Regions from separate parts of the Sorghum bicolor genome. Here region 2 is linked to region 1. A link is a contact called in public HiCAR-type data. All regions are on one chromosome and are shown on one strand. The core of a region is the stretch at or near the end of the contact, and the rest is flanking DNA. Distances in the headings are between cores, read along the strand shown. Region 1 holds the start of LOC8079394 (zinc finger protein CONSTANS-LIKE 3). Region 2 holds the start of LOC8077628 (WRKY transcription factor WRKY71).

Evidence for each region. HiCAR-type assays count read pairs that join an accessible place to other places.
Region 2: a HiCAR-type map of leaf shows a contact between it and region 1, with 2.7 times the contacts expected there. The contact joins the promoter of LOC8077628 here to the promoter of LOC8079394 in region 1. A contact is called at or near these places in 1 of 4 Hi-C or Micro-C datasets (leaf mesophyll) and 1 of 1 datasets of contacts at active chromatin or transcription factors (leaf).

The regions. Positions count from the first base shown.
Region 1 is chr4:5,079,405-5,086,292 of Sorghum_bicolor_NCBIv3, reverse strand. LOC8079394 (zinc finger protein CONSTANS-LIKE 3) reads right to left here and starts at 2,765. Exons shown (of 3, transcript XM_021458162.1): 1 at 1,934-2,765; 2 at 1,708-1,845; 3 at 817-1,566. The coding sequence starts at 2,584. The coding sequence ends at 1,183.
Region 2 is chr4:5,348,818-5,355,705 of Sorghum_bicolor_NCBIv3, reverse strand. It overlaps LOC8077628 (WRKY transcription factor WRKY71), which reads right to left and starts at 3,647. Exons shown (of 2, transcript XM_002451621.2): 1 at 3,333-3,647; 2 at 1,926-3,223. The coding sequence starts at 3,491. The coding sequence ends at 2,288.

The DNA.
Region 1 (6,888 bases), core at 1,516-4,015:
TTATAGAGAAAATTACAAAAAATTTTGACATCAAATAGATATACTATAAAAATATAATTAATGAAAAATCTAATAATACTTAGTGGTATAATAAATATATTATTTTATCATATAATTATGTTCAACTTGAGATGTTTTAACTTTGCAAGATTCTTAAAACATCTTATAGTTTAGGATTGAGAGAGTAGTCACGTATATGATCGAAATTCTCTAAAGTATGCATGTACCTATCATCAATAATTCAATATATGGAGACCCTTCGTACAAAGGGAGGAAACAAGCATACATACACATCCTTCTTATTTAGTTCGCAAAAATAAAAGTTTTTGGATGCTATAGCACATTTGTAACTATAGCAATTAGTGTTCAATCATGAACTAATTAAATTTAAAAGATTTTTCTCGTAAAATACATACAAACTATATAATTAATTATTTTATTCTATATTTAATGCTCTATGTATGTATTTAAATATTCGATACGATAGGATAAAAGGTTTTTTTGGTGGGAACCAAACAGGGCCTCCTTCTCATGAATCGTCAATTTGCATCAGATAAATAATCTTTTTGCTCACTATAATTAATTAATAGTCATCCTACAAATTTCATATGTAGGATGGACGCTCACGGCCTGTCTTATTATGGTATATATATAAGAGTAATACATAAACCGATACGTGCGCAACCATTTCGATTGAAGGAAAGCTAGGGTCATAGGTTGAACTGCGTGCCAGCTGCTAGGGCCTCAATCTGCCGTAGGAGCTTCGATACTCCAAAGTAGGAGTATAGCACATGCACGCAACTTTGCAATAGATCGTGGCCTTGCCAAATATAGCATAATACTACATCGATCATCATTGAAATAGACCGTCAGATGCTAAGCATCTTCCTGATCTAAAATTACACAAGTAGTACAACGCGTACTACTAGAACTGGTCGCTCCAGCAAACACGTAGTAGCAGTACACACTAGCCTGCTAATTTTACCCATGGCTAGCTCAAAACGGCATGCCGCAACCACCAACTAGAGCTCGCCTGCCGCTCTAGCAAACACGCACGCGCGCATGCAGCATGGCACGCACGCCGGATTCGTGTGCGCGCGTCACGCCGGCCTAATCCAAGCATCGGCCGGCTCAAAAACATGGGCACGCGACGCAGCAGCAATAATTACACGGTACGCGTCGTCAGAATGTGGGCACGACGCCGTAGCCGGCGGCGAAGTCGAGCACATAGGGGTACGATGGCTGCTGCTGCTGCGACCGCGACCGCGCCGGCGCCGTCGCCGCCGCGGCACCCGCGTCGAAGTCGAAGTCGGCGTCGGCGTCGGCGTCGTTGTCGTCCGCGCGCTTCGCGAAGCGGCCCTTGATGCGCGGCCGCGACTCCGCGTAGGCCTTCCGGGACGCGTAGCGGATCGTCTTCTCGAACCGCCGGTTCTTCCGCTTCTCGCGGTACCGCATCAGCCGCGCCTCCCTGCTCTCCGCGGCCGCCGCCGCCGGCGGCGTCGCGACCCTGCCCGCCATGACCCCGTCACCGCGTTCCGGCACCGCACCCACGTCCAAAGATGACATCTGGACATACCAAAACCAAGGTCAGATCGGTGCATGATCCATCAAACGATCCTCCTAGCTATAGCAATTTTGCACGTGCTCGATCTCTTCGTCTTGCCTAGGAAAGTATTATAGCTGGGAGCGCAGAGCACATGGTCTTACACTGTGGGTCGGAGTTGCAGCGTAAGGCAGGTAGGCGGCCTTGGACTGCGCGAAGTCGAGCTCGATGACGCCGCCGGTCACGCTCCCGCCGCGGCCGCACATCGCGTCTGGGACCAGGCCGACCTCCGACGACGAGCCCTGCTCGACCAAAACCAAAGTCCAAACGAAGATTAGATACCGTAACTAGCAAACGATCACGCGTACTGCTACTAATAAGCACACTTACGCTGTGGCCGAGCGACGCCGCGGTGTAGGAGCTGTAGGACGGCTTGGCAGCGACGGCTGCGGCGGCGACGCCACCACCAAAGTCAAGGTCCACAGCGCCGCCGCCGCCGCAGGATCCCTTGTTAGGCACAACGCTGTCGGCGTGCGGGAACCTGGTGCCACCAGTGAAGTCTTGGCCGAAGAACGGGTCCATGACGTCCGCGAACAGGAAGTCCGCCAGCTTACCGGCGTCGACGCCGACGACCTTAGCCGCCGCGGCGGCGCCGTCGTCGTCGTCCTGATTCTCTTCCGCGGCGGCGCCGAACAGCAGCGTCTCCGCGGCGGGCGCGGCCGCGGCCGCGCCGATGGGCTGCACGGGCACGCGCTCGTGGCGGCGCGCCAGCGGGTTCGCGTCGTGGATGTCGGCGTCGCACGCGGCGCAGAGCGCGGCCGCGTCGGCGCGGCACGTGACGGCGGCCGGCGCGCGCTCGCACACCTCGCACACCCACACCCTCTCGTGCCCGGCCCGCGCGTGGCCCGCGTCGCACCCCGCGCACAGGTACGCCCCGCCGCCCGGGCACGTCCGGCAGTGCACCGCCGCCGGCGAGCCCCCGCACGCCTCGCACCGCCGTCCCCCGACACCCCAGTACCTCCCCGCCACCAGGGCCTCCATCGAACGCGCGTACACGTACGTGATCTCTCCTCGATCGATCGCTCTCTCTCTCTCTCTCAACCGGCAGCCGCGACGATGGCACTTGCTACTAATGGCAGGATCAATTAGCAGGGAAGGGAAGCTTGCGAAGCTGGAGCAAGCTGCGACTATTCCTTGCTTTATAGGGTGATGAAGGTTGAAGCAGGCAGCAGCCGCGCCCGCGTTCGTCTCTGTCGCGGGTGGGCGCGCTTGTTGGGGCGATGGGTACGGGTAGGTGGGGCAGGGCGGCGACGGTGACGTGGGCTTGGGGACACGTGGGCCGCCGCGGGCCAAGCGAAAATAGTACGCGAAATGGTGATCTCGTGGATTTTTGGGTGGTGGAGGCCCACGTGCTGATACCGGGTCATGGGAGGCGTGGGCCCCGCTCGAGCAATCGTCTTAGAGGAGCTGCTGCTGGGTTAGCATGGCGATCACTGGTCTTGGCCGCCAGTGATTAGGTCATTAGACTAGACTTTAGACAGCAAGGGTTTCGAATAATCTCTGTACGGATCACGCTATTTAATCATAGCATCCCTGCAGCTTATCGCCGCGTGTACATGCTAGATCATCAGCGGGATCACACTTTGTATATACTAGAATATTTAAACTTCACGCTTAGACAAAACGGTTTAGCTAGCCTGCCTTTTTCCGGCACGACAAAGCCTAGCTTAAGCTTATGACACAAGTCACAGGCTAATTAACTAAACTGATGACCAAGGTAATTTGCGTGAGTATGTAGTCGATAAGCTAGATCAAGCACGGAGAAGATATTACTAGATGACGTAGCAAAGCGGCAACTCAGACGACGCGTTAGCGTCAACCTCACCGCGCGGTTAACCTCAACAAGGTGCTAAGAGACAAGGGTTAGCTTTATGGTGCGCGGTTTGACGTCGTCGTTTTGGCCGCCAGCCACCGCCCGCGTTGACAGTCAAGAGTACTGAGTACTGTAATTATACTCGTATGAGTAGTTGAAAAGTAGCATTAATGGATGTGCTTGTGAGTAATTAACGACCACATATCTTCATCATTGACATGTGACACCATCGCTGCCAGTCCACGTCAGTCTAGCTGGCTTTGCCTTCCCACTCCGGAGACCAGTCGGCACTAGCTGGGATCCGCGAGGGCGAGGCTGCGACGACGTGCCGCGCGCAAGCGAAATGTCGCAAATGGCCTCGGTGCAAGATCGAGCCGGGCTACTCGGGGAGTCCATGTGTTTAATTGCTCTGACGTATATCTACCCCGTAGATTTCAATGCCGTATATACTGCTGCCGACGACGACGACGACAGGCGATAGCGCTCGCTCTTGACCTACCATACTATTTTTTGCACTAGAAGTTTCTCATATCGTCAAGTGAGAATTATCCACCCTCACGAATTTTCTAGAACAGTCTTATTAACTGTTTCGGTTTGCACAAATACACGTCAAGAATCGCCCGCGATCGCGTGTAGGTGTAGACTGTAGAGTAGCCCCGGCTTGGACATTTTAGGTCAGCGTTTTCGTTTGTATTGGATACAATTACGGACTAACTAGGTTCAAAAGACTCATCTCGTAAATTACAGGCAAACTATGCAATTAATTTTTATTTTCGTTTATATTTAATACTCTATAGACTAAAGATTCAATGTGACAGAGAATCTTAAAATTTTTTGCAAACTAAACAAGATCTTCGTGGATCAAGGCCTTGTTTAGAAAATTTGGGTTTTTTAGTGTATCCTACCGTACGTGAACAGAAAACAGTCATCAGTGTGATGCAGGAAAGACAAACCGTCCAAAACTCGTCTTTCCAGAGGAAAATCTCCCTCGGAAACACCAACGGATTTGATGCGCCAGGCCGAGGGCCCCGGCCGCCCGGCAAATCCACCGCAACTTTGGCGCGCTCACGCTGGCCGTGCGCTCGACACAGGCCGGGTCCCGCGCGTGTACTCCACTCGATCGGCGGCGGCGTTTTCCGCGGCCCACGGCCGGCGCGGGTCTGCCCGCGTTTTGACGCGCGGTCGAGTGCGAGCACGCATGCAAATCGATCGACGACGCGGACGCCGGCCCGTCGCGTCTCGCCGCCCGGCGCGCTGGCCTGGCCTGGACGATCGCGTCGCGTGACCTGCCGCCGAAGGCAACCACCGCGCGAGGGCGGCGGGCAGGGGCAGGGGGAGAGGGAGACGTGCACGGGAGGGGCAGACGGGTCATTTGGGCGCGGCGGGTGATGACGAACTGGATGCCGTCATATCCCGTGGACGGACAGGGACAGCGCGGCCGCGATCCGGTGCGGCGGGCGGCAGGCTCAGCACGCATGTGCCCGTGCCGCGCGCGCGCTTTGCCGAATCCAGCATGCTGCTCCGGTGTCCCTCCGCTGCTGCTTGCTGGCTTTTGGTTACCGCTTCTGCGAGCATCTCCGCTGGAGATCGTGCCATTAGCTGGCGAGATAGATTTATCTCCGTCTCCGATGCTTCTGGAGCTAAGCCATTTTTATAATATGGAACCCGGATCGTTTTAGGTTTATACTACTACTTTGAAAACATGGCTTTAGATTTGTGAAGAAAAGTCGGGAGGGTAGCAGATCGTGCATGTCTCTTTCAACACTTCAACTTGAGCTCCCTATACATCTTTTCGAAGTTATGAGCGTTCATTACTCAGGTCTTGTTTAGAAAAACCCAAAACTTTACAAGATTCTTCGTCACATCGAATCTTGCGACACTTGCATATAACATTAAATATAAATAAAAAAGATAACTAATTGTACAGTTTATCTATAAATCATGATACAAATCTTTTAAGCATAGTTACTCTATGATTAGACAATGTTTTCAAATAAAAACGAATTTACTACAGTATCAAAATCTGAAAAGATTTTAGATGTAAACAAGGTCTCAGTGGCGTGGTCTCAGGATGTCACGGATTGGAGGACGCCCATCCATCAGCAGGGCGGTGCCGGTGCGCGTATCGAGCTCGAGCATGGGCTGGCCGGGGAGGGTGGGCCCGGAGCGGGCAGGTTGACGCGCGCGCTACGATTGGCCCGTACCGCCAACCCCAACTCCCTGTCTCCCCTAGGCGGCGGGTGGGCCCACCTCAGCCGCCGCCACCTTGTGTCAGCTCCTGTGATGATCATATCATCCTGTCCAATCCAAGCAAGCCGTGTGCCGTGCCCGTGAGGAGGGGAGATTCGGTGGGTCGGGTGCGGGTCGGGGGCTGTGCGTGCATCTGCCGCCGTGGATGCGAAGCCACTCGTCGATCGATCGCCGAATGCAAAAAGGCCCCCCGTATCCATCACCGTATGATATGGCATGTCGCCGGTCTGTGTGTGATGCGCTACAGCCTGCGTGCGGCCTCGACTGTTCAAGGCTACTAGGCTGGTGGGTGGTGGAGAGGGTTCCAGACGGTTTTCCGCTGCCTGCAACTGCACGTGTAGCTTCTGTTCATAGATCGATGCGATCCATACGCCACTGTGCGACCCAGTTGCGTGCATGGTGGGCGGTGTGAGCAACTTTTTTTTTTTTTTTGCAATGCGTCATGTTATGATCGCACTACTGTTTGGCTCTACTTTGAGATCCGTTTCCAAAGGCACACACAAAAAAAAAGAGGCCTGGAGCTTGAGAAAAAAATGACTTGCATGAACTCGGCACATTTGGGGAGGACTTGCCTTTTCTGACACGTACGGGAAGTCAGCATCCAACCTGGTACGTGGAGCCATCGGCCCAGCCCGACGGCAAAGCAGCACACTCTCGCGTGTTGTCCCTCCATCGGTTCCGTGCCGCGCGTCGGCGCATGCATGTGCAAGTGGTTCCCGGCCGATCTGGCAGAGGATGAGAGGAGCATTGGTCACATGGACGGGCCAAACGCGGCCGTCCGGCCGGTGTGGCTGTCCGCTGGAGAAGTACGCACGCGCACCATAGACCGATCAGGAAAGGCACGCGTGCTTGCGTGCGCCGATAGCTACCGTCGTCGTCCGTCAACTCGACTCGAGCCATCCCTCTCCAGGCAAATGCCTCTGCGGGCTGCGGCTCTACCCAAGTCATGAGGGAGCCCACACGTGCAGACTGGCAGGCAGGGAGGCCGGAGAAGAACCGGCAGGTCGTACGTGCCGGCGGCTTTCGGCGCCGACGGATCCGGCGATGGCTGAGGTGCCCTCGTTTCGGCTGCGGCTCATCGTTCTCGCGACGTTTATGGGCCCCTTACCGTCGAGTGTACTGGATCAGCAGATAATGGGCCGGGACGGCCATTTCGCGAAATACAGGCTGGTGGGGAAAACTAGGCCGAGGTAAATACAGGGCCCAGTACGGCGTGAATCAC
Region 2 (6,888 bases), core at 2,398-4,897, 270 kb before region 1:
TCCTCCTTTTTGTTCCCCGCCCGTGATGGTATTTGTTTCTAGACGCCATGACTCAAGTTGATTCGGTGGTTAACTTAGGTCTTTAGATCCAATTTTTTTTTAGATTTTGACACTGTAGCACTTTCGTTTTTATTTGATAAACATTATCCAATCATGAAGTAACTAGATTTAAAATATTCGTCTTATAATTTACAAGGAAACTGTACAATTATTTATCTTTTTTATCTATATTTTGTAAAGTTTTGGGTTTTTGGGTGTATCTAAACAATTGTTTAGTTAAAAGAAATTTGTAAATGAATATTATAGCATTTTTATTTATATTTAACAAATATTGTTCAATTATAAATTAACTAAATTTAAAAAATTCGTCCGCAAATTACAGATAAACTATATAATTACTTATTTCTTTTATTTATATTTAATACTTTATGCATGTAAAAACTTTTGTAAAATTTTTGGAAATTAAACAAAGCCTTATTAAGGACTTGTTTAGATGCGAAGAAATTTTGGATTTCGCTATTGTAGCACTTTCGTTTGTTTATGATAAATATTGTCCAATCATAAACTAACTAGGGTCAAAAGATTCGTCTCGTGATTTACAGGCAAACTGTGTAATTAGTTTTTGTTTTCGTCTATATTTAGTGCTTCATGCATGTGCCGCAAGATTTGATGTGATGAGGAATCTTAAAAACTTTTTGGATTTTGGTAGGAACTAGACAAGGCCTAAGTGAAAGGTGTAAGTGCCTGTGAACCGACGACGGCTACCTGAACGAGCGAGCGACGGTTGGGCCTTATTTACTTCTACTTTAAAATTCAAAAATTTTTAAGATTTCACGTCACATCAAAATCTTTAGACCCATACATAAAATACTAAATATAGTCGAAAATAAATACTAATTATACAGTTTGGTTAGAATTTATGAGATAAATCTTTTAAATGATTAGATAATAATTACTATAAATAAATAAAAGTATTTAATAGTGCCGTGAAATTTTTCGGTTCCAGAACTGAACACGGCCTAAGTACTGTTACTGTAATTGGGTGTCGATGCTAGCTACTACTCGTACGCGCCTACGGGCACCAGCACGGTGTGGGTGGCAGTGCTCGGACGGCACCGTGGGCGGAACGGAACGGGGGAAGCGGAGTCGTGGAGCGCCGGACCCGCCGGACCGACCGCACGTGTTTGACTAGCACCACAGCTCTGCCCAGGAGACCGGGCCACCGCCAGGCGCCAGCCCCGCCGCCGCGGCGGGCTTGCGTTTCCACCCAGCTTCCTTCCCGTCCCGCGGCGATGCGATGCGATGCACCGTCGCACGTGGGGTACGGCCAACCCCGGCAACCCGCTGGGACGAGGGACTTTCCTTGCGGTCTGGTCTGGCGTCTGGGCCCCGCACCCATCCCGCCCGGTCGCCTACTTTTCAAACCCAATTCTCGGCAAACTACGGCTTGTTTAGATACCTCAAAAAAAAAAATCTAAAACTTTACAAGATTCTCCGTCACATCATATGAAGTATTAAATATAGATAAAAAAAATAACAAATTGCACAGTTTATCTGCAAATCACGAGACGAATCTTTTAAGCCTAGTTACTCCATAATTAGACAATATTTATCGAATAAAAACGAAAATGCTACATTGTCAAAGTCCCAAAACTTTTTCATCTAAACAAGGCCTACTACTCTACTGTCTACTCCTGCGTACGTACGTACTCGTACGCCCATCCTTTTGTGGATAAGACCCAGCTGAGATGAATTGATGAAGATCGCGCGCGTGCAAAGGGCGGGCTAATGCTGGGTGGCCCACTGCTCAGTCGCGCTTACTACTTCATGAAGTTTTCAAATTCAAATTCTTTAATTCGTAGTCTCGTGAAACATACTACTACTACTTTGGCGTACGAGCGACCTCGTTTCAATTCAATTCAAACTCAGAAAAAATTGTAATGATTTCATTTGATCAATTGGATGAACAGTTCGCCTACAACTACAAAGTACTAGGGATTGTACAATTTCATGCTAACATGTCCTGTGCTACTATTTCGCATGTTACATCGTCGACCACCCGGCGTAATGATCTCTGCTCCCTTCCATGGACTCCGGTTGTTCCTCTTCCTCGTGCAGCACTACAGATCCTGATGTCTTGTTCTGTTATCGCTGTTTTGCTCTAACAGCGATGAACAGAGAAAGCAGCCAGCGCAGTTGTTGACGATTGCTGCGTGGGTGCACGACAATCTGAGCAAGAATCTCGTGTATGTGATGCCAATCGAACCGATCCGATCCGATGCGTCTGTCAATCCTTGGTAGGCGACAGCTCGAGGATCCGGCCGGACAGCGCGGTGACGAGCGCCGCCTTGAAGCTGGGGTCCCTTGTCAGCGTCATCGCCATCTGCTCCGCGAGGTTGCGCCGGATCATCTCCGACGCCGCCGCGGCCACGGGCTGCTCAACGTTCATCGCGACACCCTCTTGCTGCAGCAGCTGCAGCTGCGGGCGGTGCGGCGCCGGTGCGGGCGCCGGTGCGGCCGGCCTCGGCGGCGACGGCGGCTTCGCGACGGCAGCGGCGTTCTTGGTGGCGCCCGGGGCCGCCGAGCCGTCGTGGGCAGCCTGCGACGGCGCCGCCGGTGGGGGCTGGCCGTGGTTGTGCTCGCCCTCGTACGTGGCGACGAGGATGGAGGTGTCGTCGGCGCTCCGCTGCACCTTCTTCTTGACGGGGCATGCCGGGGCGAAGGAGCAGCGGAAGTATGCCCTCGGGCACGGGTTGTCCTTGGTCACCTTCTGCCCGTACTTGCGCCACTGGTAGCCGTCCTTGACCACCAGGCTGAGGTCGGCGGGGTCGGCGTGCACGTACAGCTTCGACACCTTGGGCTTGCACTCCTCCCGGATGCGCTTGCACGGCTCGCCGGAGGTGCACTCGTTCTGGTCCGGTGCGGCGAGGCCCGGGTGCTGCTGCTGGTGCAGGTGCGTGCCGTGCTGCTGCTGCTGCTGCGCGGCGGCAGGCGGCGCCGGCGCGGTGTCCATGCTCTCGCTCTTGCGCTTCCGCGACGGCGACACGGACCCACCCTCCGACGTCGACGACGGGTTGTTGTTCGTGCCCGCGGCGGCGGCGGCCACCATCTCCGTGTACTGGCTCCGCAGCGCCTCGTACTTGGACGCCACCGCCGCCAGCGCCTCCGTCAGCCGCCGGTTCTCCTCGCTCATCCGGTGTAGCTCCGTCTCCAGAGCCGCGACCTGGGTGGATCATCGTCAAAATCAAGGAAACAATCCGTTAGACTCTCGGCTCCGTCAAGCAAGAATGAATCCATCAAAGCCGTCCAGGAGTATATGTATATATGTATACCTCTGGTTCTTTCTTTGGAGGCAGGAAGTTCTCCTCGACGAGGACCTTGGGCCGGGCCAAGGCGACGGCGGCCACCGGCGCCTGGTGGAGGCTGAGCGGCGGCAGGCCGACGTGCAGGTCAAGGCTCAGAGAAGGTTGGCTGCTGATCCATGGATCCATCTGCTGGCTAACTAATCTCCTTTCCCCTCGGTGTCCGAGCAAGCTACGCCGGGGTCCTGTAGAGCGCGGTGGCCGGAGAAGAGAACTGAAGACTGGGAGAGAGAGAAGAGGAGGAGGGATGCTTGAGGGGAGCGTTCGAGTGGCGAAGGCTCGGTGGCGAGGCCGGATATATAAGAGCGGGGCGGGGACTCGATCGAGGACCAGGGAAAAGAATACCGGATGGTCCGTCGTCTCGTCCGTCCGTCCGGGCGGTCTCAGAGGCTTCCCAGCGCACGACGTCGCCATCACGCGCCCACGCGCTTGTCTTCTCCTTTTCTCTGGTCGCGCGGCGAATCAGCAGCTTGGGCTGAGAGCTGAGCTGGGAGACCGCCTCCATAAACAAACAAGGGGCCCCGTGGAATTCGCGCACGCGAATGTGGTGGGGGAATACACTGGAGTAGAAGAATTGGGGACTGGGGCCTCCCGCCGGGCAGGGTCGGGAAGGGCAGTGGAGGTTGCCGCTGGACCAGGAGGAGACGTGACTGACTGTGATGGCGACGCCGACGACGAGGCCTCTTTAGAGTAGGGCCATATTTGTCGCGAGTGGGTGGGAGGGAAGCCGGTGATGACTTTGGGTGAGCGAAGCTCGGTTTGGCCTCTGAAAGCATGTCGGCCTGCGGATGAACCGAGGCGAGGGGTGATGACGATGGTCGCCGGGTTGGGTGGTGGTGGCTGCCCCAAGTCAAGAAAATACACCACACATGCTTACAAAAGATTTGGGGGGAGGAATTGACGAAAAGGGTGGGCAATTTGTCGGAATTGCCCCTTGGAAGGTTTGGGTTTTCCTGGGACGAGGGACGACTTGTTGACCGGCCCTTAGCAGCCGGGGTACGGGAACATGGGCACGTTCCCCGTTCCGGGAACTTCGTCCCGAAACGTGGAACGGGAACATCATGGAACATCGTTCCCAAATGAGGTGGAACACGAATCATATATAGGAGCAATCATAGGAACGTCAGTCCCAAGCGACTATAGAACTTCGTGGTGTGTGTGCATACTGTGCCGTGCCCGTCCGTGAGCGGTCGGCGAAAAATCTAGATGGTGATTGACTCATTGGCCTAGACCTGCAATGAGCCTTAAGGTTGGAGTTGGACAGCCCTAAATGAAACAAAAATACAATAGTAAACTATATCACGCTAGGAATCGAACTCATTTGGTTCAAAACAACACGTAAAACTACCTGAGCCAATCACTACGTCCCAAACACGTTCCTTTAGAAAGTGGAACGCGTTCCGCAACTTAAAGGAACGAGACGAAGCTATATACCCCCTACGTTCCATAGATTATGAAAATATCGTACCACGTACCACGTTCCCGTACCACGTACCCTATGTTCCGGGAACTTGGCTGCTAAGGACCGGCCTTTTGGTCGGAGCCTAGTAAGGCCTTGTTTAGTTCACCATGAAATATAAAAAGTTTTTAAGATTCTCCGTCACATCAAATCTTGCGCCACATACATGAAACATTAAATATAGACGAAAATAAAAACTAATTACACAGTTTGTCTGTAAATCACGAGACGAATCTTTTAATTCTAGTTAGTTTATAATTGGACAATATTTGTTAAATAAAAATGAAATCCGAAATTTTTTCGAAACTAAACAAGGTCTAAGCTTTCCGTTTCTTTTCCGAACAGTTTTTATTTATTTATTTATTTATTTATTTTTAAAAAAACAAAGTATAGTCTGTAGTGGTACTAGTAGCTCTAGTTTAGGTGAGGCAAAGATTTGATTATACTTGATGGCTGCTGGGGTTTTTCTCGCTTGGCGAGCTCCAAACTTGGGGTGCCACAACCAGAGTCCAAACTAATGGAATCAAAACCGGCCAACTGTCAACAAGTAGTAATACTATCGCCGTGCCTTTGCCTAATTCTGACCAAACATCCTTTCTCTCAACAGAATAAGTACTAGGACTAGTACTCCTCTACTTGCAGACTCACATATAGTGCTCACCGCAGGGGTCAAATGCTGCACCATTTTTTATGACCACCCTTTGCCGAGGTTTAGGTCACAACCAGAAGCTGTTCTTGACTGACGGCGCAGGCTTCTCGCTAATTAATTCCCTTCTAGCTAGGCTTCTAGTAGTAGTACTTCTAGAACGCTGCATGCCAGGAGCTACTAGTGGTGAAAACGCTCTTTGTTTCTCGCTGCGTGTTCAATGGACCTGGCCGGACGGTGAAGAGGTTAGCGAGACAGACTTGGCATTGACAGAGACAACGGGTAAAGCTCACGCAAAGGACCGGGCGCCGGGACCGGACCTGATCGACGACCTCCCATATTTGCGAGACTCCGGGGAAATCTGTCTGCTGTCTTGTGTCTTCCTATAATTCACAGGGACTTTTATGGCCTTGCTTAGTTCACCCAAAAACCAAAAAGTTTTCAAGATTTTCTATTACATCGAATCTTTCGACACATGCATGAAACATTAAATATAAATGAAAATAAAAATTAATTGCATAGTTTAACTATAAATTACGAGACGAATTTTTTAATTGTAATTAGTCCGTCATTAGATAATATTTGCCACAAACAAATGAAAGTGCTACATTAGCAAAATTCAAAATCTTTTCGCATCTAAACAAGGCCATCTCTTCGTTCCTTCTTGCTCGATCGGCCAACAACGGGCCATGGCGTGTGGCTAAAGGTTTCGTCTCAAAATGGTAAACGTTGCCAACAAGTTGAGGTGATTATCCATCCCGGAGTTTAATCAGTTTGTTGGTGTAATAAGTTTTCTCTCCGCTAGTCGTCATTGACTACATCTTTTACACTACCTTAATTGGTCGTGCAAAAAAAAACCTCAGGCGGCTGGACGGAGAAACAGATCCAACCAAGCTCACAGCCTAGTCAGCAGTCTTAATTCCACTGGAACTAATCCTTCTCTCTGCTATCCAGAGTGATACTACTAGTTTATTTAAAAAATAAAATAAATAAATGGTGTTACACGACGTCCCTGTCACGACACAATTCGGGCACATGTGAACCCACGGGGCGCCGCAATCCAATTGCGGCCGGCTCGTGCCGGGCACCACACATATTCTATCGTAGTAACGTGGCATCACGGACCGTCTGCGCGGCTGGTGGCGGGGAGGAACAGCAGTTAATGTGACGACAGGACTTTGCCTGCATCCGGCACCCATTTCCAATGCATTTTATCGTGTCGCGAGGAGCTAGAACCTGGGCTAGCGAGAAAGTCCAAGTTTTGGTCGTTCGCCGGTGGTGTCGTTACCACGTCGTCATTCACGTCCAGGTCCAGTACAGCTCTGTCGCTGACCGTAATAACCAGCTTAGGCCTGTTTAGTTCACCCAAAAACTAAAATTTTTTTAAGATTTTTTGTCACATCGAATCTTTCGGCACATGC